Linked DNA regions of Muntiacus reevesi: region 1 is linked to region 2. A link is a contact called in public Hi-C data. All regions are on one chromosome and are shown on one strand. The core of a region is the stretch at or near the end of the contact, and the rest is flanking DNA. Distances in the headings are between cores, read along the strand shown.

Region 1 (2,700 bases), core at 153-2,652, 150 kb after region 2:
ACTCCGGGAGTTGGTGATGGACAGGGAGGCCTGGCGTACTGCGATTCATGGGGTCGCAAAGGGTCGGACACGACTGAGCAACTAAACTGAACTGAACTGAACTGTACTGAATTCACTAAGTACTTTGTTGTCACTTCTAAATCACAGTACAGACATGATACAAAGTTCACCAGGCAGTATTCAAGGACATAACTTTCAACCTGTGTTTTTCTCCAGGTTCCTAGGTTACAGCAGAATTAGTCCTGCTGTAGTTTATTACAAATTCCTGGTTTAATGCAAGTGTATAAGTCCTAGTTATGTCAAATGATTATAGTTTATAAAAAATGATTTTCACTATACACTTAAAGATCATTTTCTCCTTTTTTCCCCTCCTAGACATAATTTTCTTAAATTCACTTCACTTGCACAACCCACGAGGGAAATGTGGCCCTCAGAAGATCTTAAAACCTTTACACAAATATCTTTTCCGTTTAATTAAAACATCAAGCTTGTACGAGACAATCAGTAAACGAAGCATCCTTTAAATACACTGTATGACGGTACAGACTTTTCTCCCAGTGGGAGATAGGAGAAAACTTCTCGTCCAAGTCGGTTCCACGCTCTTCAACCTCAATAAGTCAGGGAATAACTAGAGACAGTTCTGGAATTTTCAGTACGCACCTGCCTCTGAGCGAGCCTTCAATCCCAACTAGGAACGGAGCCTCCAAAACTACATTATTTGTGACTCCTAGAAGACAAACACAGGTCAGAATGGCTATATGTGAGGCACTGAAAGGGAAAGCCTCTGCCAGCCAGAAAGGCTCATCATGGCCACGAATATCATAAAAAGTTATTCGCCCCCCGCTCCTGGCAAAGGAGTTAATTTCCTTCCAAATTTTCATCCCGCTTTCCTCCCAGCCGGCTCTCAGTCACCCAGTGAGAAGCCGCCGCGCTCACTCACTGGAGAAGACCACGGCCCCGAGGGACCGCGACAGGTCCCAGGCGAGGTGCACAGAGTCAGCGAGCACGGCGTGGCACTGCGCGCACTGGAACACCGCGCACCGCTCGGGCTGCAGCCATCGCGGCAGCCGCGGGCGGGACGGCCGCTCCTCTAGTCCCAGCCCTGCGGGGCCGACCGGCGAAGACCCTTTCACCACTTGCGTGTCCCACTCCATGGAAGTCGTAAAAGAAGGTTCATCAATCGCCTTCTTAGCCCTATCACAGAAGTCACCCCGTGGCTGCTTTGCAATTCCAGAGATAGGCCTCCGCGGCCGAGCAGCCATCTTCCCGCAGCCGGCGCCAACGTTTCAGACTATTCAGGCCCCGCCCCAAGTTCGGTTCCTGCGTCCTCATTGGACAACGTGAACCGGGGGCTCTGCCGCGCACTTTGTTGCCTGGACACGCCGTTTGGCGCCTAGATTTTGGGAAGGTGTGGAGGAGATCGTGGGTCAGGTGGAAGGGAAGTCAACCATTCTATTGGTCAGCACCAGAAGACCCCGCCTTTAACGCATTTTTAACCAATGGAAGTGCAGCTTACGTAGTTTAAACTCTCTATAAATATCGGTTTGGTCAACGCTTAGAGTGGCGCCAGAGCGTTGAGCGGCGCTTTAGCAAGTTAAGTACGGGACCTCTGCGTGGTTGCCTGGATTGCAGTTCGCCATGATCGTTCCCTCCCTGGAGGAGCTGAACTCCTTCAAGTACAGTGACCTGCAGAACTTGGCCAAGAGCCTGGGCCTCCGGGCTAACCTGAGGGTACGGGGCCGGTGACGGGGGGGTTAGGATATGCGGCTTCTTTGAGACGCTGTGGGAGGGGACCGAGCGGGAATTTCGAGGGCTGAGATGACTGTCCCGGCCCTGGGGCGGTAGATTTTGGTTCACCCAAGGGTCCAAATAACTGCAAAACCGAGACGGTGTCAAAGTTTTCACCTTTGTTGAGGCTGACTCTTACAGGGATTCAGAAAGATCCCCGCCTCCAAAATTGTTTGCTTTGGTTTTATTGGGAGTACTGTGATATTTATCAGGCCATCGGTTAGGAAACGCAGGCCCTTTAGAAAACTAAAGGAATGCTGCTTCTAAACGCATCTAAACGCCAATTAATAGGCAGTCGCGAAAAACTCCAAACAGTTAACAGTTTTGTAAATTGTTAAGAGGTCCCAAAATTTCCTGCTGCTTGAATGGAAGACCTGGAAGAAAGGATGATTTTTAGGGAACCTCCCCCATGGATAAGTTTTTATAACTCAGCTCTGATTGAGTAGGATCGTTCGTCTATTGGTCATTGTTGTGGTAGTGTTCTATTCAAAACCGGTGAGGTCTTTGACTCTGATACTGCCAAACGTTTGGGGCAAAATGTTCAATTCGGGATTGGATGTATATATTGTTCTGTATATTTAGTGGAGTTTTCCCACATAATATTGACGTATACTCTGGAGATTTATTCTGCAAGCTGTAGTATTTAAACTGAACAAAGTCTTAATTCCTTAGTTTAAGTCCCTTAATTTTTTTTGCAGTCTGGCTGGAATCTTTTATCCAAGGCAGCAGCATCCAGACTGCTGCGTGAACACTTGGCATCTTTGTCCATCTTTCTGCCTTTGCTATTCTGATCCTTTGGCCTCAGATCCCTTTCTCTCTCCTTTATCTGCATGAATAATTTCCAATTACTCTTCACAGTCCAACTGAAATGTCATCACTGACCTGGCACGTTTTCTTTTCGCCTCTTCTTCC
Region 2 (2,700 bases), core at 80-2,579:
CAAGCTGGTTACCTGAGATGTTAGCAAAGTCAACCACCTCATTTCTTCTTCCATTCTACCAACAAGTACACGAACACACAACTAGACAGTGTTTGAATCAAAGAATTCGGCAGAGCTGGCTGTTAAACTAAAATAGTGAGTGCCTTCTTAGAACCTCTCACTCCTAAACTGTAGGGGGCTTCCACCCTCGCTGATTACGGAAGTAGTAGTTTTCAACAGCGACCTCAAGAAGGAACGTCAAATTGGATGACACTTGCCTAGACGCCCTACAAAGGCCAAAAAGCCTAGAAGGGGTGACACCTACACACTCCTAAGTGTGCGCACGTGTTAGGCTGCACCCAGCCAACACCAACAAGCAAAATGGACCATTCACCCAGATCCCAACTCGCACCCATAAACTGACACACTATCCAGCCCTTAGAGCTCATTTGTTTAAAAGGACAGACACAGCAGTCCACACCGGGTTCCCACTCGAGCCCAACCAGCCCCCGCCCTGCCCCACCCCACCCCCAAACCCACACACGTGTTAGCCGACACCGCCCCACCGGGTCCCACGTGCACCTGGTCTAACACACTCCTCACGTGTGGGCACCCCACGGGCTTTCTCGGCTGGCCGAGGTCACCGCGTGACCCCGGGCCTCCAGAGGTAGGAGAGATTAAGAACAAGGCCGAGATCCCTGAGGTCCCAACCCTGCGAGGAGTGTCCACACCCATCCTCCCTACTAACCCCAACAAATCCCAGGGCCGGGGGCGACGGCCCCTTTAAGACGCGGCCCAGTCGTCGCCCACAGAGAGGGGCGCAACGGGGCCTACACAACCCCCCCTCCGTTCGTCCGCCCACGTCTAGTCGCCTCACCTCGGGCCGCCGGGCCCCGCCGCCGCGGCGGCGGCGGAGGGGGGGCGGGGTGCGGGCGGGGTCCGGAGGGGGGGGTCGCCCCGCCGACGGTGGAGCCGCGGTTCGCTCTCTGAGGCCGTGGGACGGAGACTGCGTTGGGCGTGGACGCTCCTAGCTCGCTCCTTCGGCGGCTCCTGGGACCCCAAGATGGCGGCGGCGCTGAGGCGGCTGCGGGCGCTGGGCCGGCGGCGGCGGCGGCCACTTTCACTCACTGAGAGGAGCGGAGCAGGGACACGGGGAGCCATGGCGGGGGGGAGGAGAGGCGCCATAGCCAGGCCAGAACAATCGAGCCGCTACTCAGTAGGCTTACCCCCGCCCCGCCCACGCTCACTGCTCGTCGCCAGCCCGTGGCCGTCCGCAGTGCCGCTGCCGTCGGCCTCGTGCAGCTCGCACCCCGCCGCTGCCGCCTGACGCCCCGCGCGGACCGGGGTTCGGGGAAAGACCCTGATCCATGCCATCTGATGGCAGATTGGTCGGGGCTGGGACTGGCGAAGATTGCCGAAAGGCGGCGGGGAGGAGGAGGAGGATGTCATCGCTAGAGTGAGCAAGCAGATCTCGCGGGAGCAAATGTCGCGAGACCTCTCTGATCTGCAACTGCCAAAGAAAGGTTACTTTTCCCGGAAGTAACGTCAGTCCAAACGGCCCGGGATCCTGGGAATGTTTGTTGCTGCAAATGGAAGTGGGAGGGTACTTGTGATTAGTTTGTTAACGGCTACCAAACACAGCTCAGTTCACTTGAGGAAATGTGTAGGCTCAGGTGTTATATTTTACATTGTTTTTGGTCCCTTTGGGCAGGGTTGTATATTGTGGGGAAGGCCCTGCTCTGTAGGACCACTCTTAACACAGTAGTTTGGGGCTCCACTTTGGGTTCAGCAACCAAAACTGCGATGCTGTGGCACAGTTGGGCAAGGTACCTAAGTGAAGGCTTTAGGATTCAAGCACTGGGAATACACAGACCCGTCATCAAAAATGTCCCAGTATTCTAACACCCACCCAATGAGCCTCCGAAAAGGGAGTAATTTACCTGTCTGCCAACTCAACAGTTTGCACCCTCTGCTGCCCACATTTACTAAAATTAATGCAACTCAGTTACCAGCATCTGTGATGAGAAGTACCTAGTGTACAGTCTAATTGCAGGTAAGGATTAGAAGAACTTAATGAAAGTTAACTATTTCATTTCCTTTATGTCTCATGGTTTAATTCATTTAATTCTGGCCCTTAGCGTTTAAACAAAACAACATTTGTTAAAGTCATAAGTAGCCTTCTTGTGCCAAATTCGCTGGACTTTGAAAAGTTAAAAATTTGCTTAAAGGCAAAAGTACACACCTTCTGGGGACTCTCCTGGTGGTCCAGTGGTTAAGAATCCTTGCAGTGCAGAAGGATTCAATCCCTTTTTGGGAAACTAAAATCCTGCATGTAGTGGAGCAACGAAGATCCCATGTATGCAACTAAAACAAGATGCAGATTAATAAGTATTTTTTAAAAATTACACCCTTTGTGAAAGAGACAAGGGGATGTAAGAACACACACAAATACCTGCTCATTTGTCAGGGAGAGGAGTCAACACCAGCTCATTTGTCAGGGGGAGGAGTCAGGGGATACACCAGAAGTTAAAGGGAATTATGTCCTGTATGAGAAGGGTGGGGAGAAGGGGAGAATGGGGACAAGGTTGCAGGATTAACAGGGGAGTGGCAATTTTGTATAAGACTGTCTTTTAGAACCCTATGTTTCACATACCCAGAAACATAAAACACCTAAAATCAACTGGGATAATATTTAAGTAACAACCAGCTGACTGGAGTGGA

Evidence for each region. Hi-C and Micro-C count contacts between places; a contact is called where the count stands out from the background.
Region 1: a contact with region 2 is called in a Hi-C map of muscle, with 3 times the contacts expected there. The contact joins the promoter of OIP5 here to the promoter of INO80 in region 2. A contact is called at or near these places in 2 of 3 Hi-C or Micro-C datasets (blood and muscle).

The regions. Positions count from the first base shown.
Region 1 is chr7:35,609,537-35,612,236 of mMunRee1.1, forward strand. OIP5 (Opa interacting protein 5) reads right to left here and starts at 1,403. Exons shown (of 5, transcript XM_065940418.1): 1 at 941-1,403; 2 at 661-727. The coding sequence starts at 1,262. It overlaps NUSAP1 (nucleolar and spindle associated protein 1), which reads left to right and starts at 1,530. Exons shown (of 11, transcript XM_065940414.1): 1 at 1,530-1,731. The coding sequence starts at 1,639.
Region 2 is chr7:35,461,822-35,464,521 of mMunRee1.1, forward strand. It overlaps INO80 (INO80 complex ATPase subunit), which reads right to left and starts at 1,330. Exons shown (of 36, transcript XM_065940899.1): 1 at 857-1,330.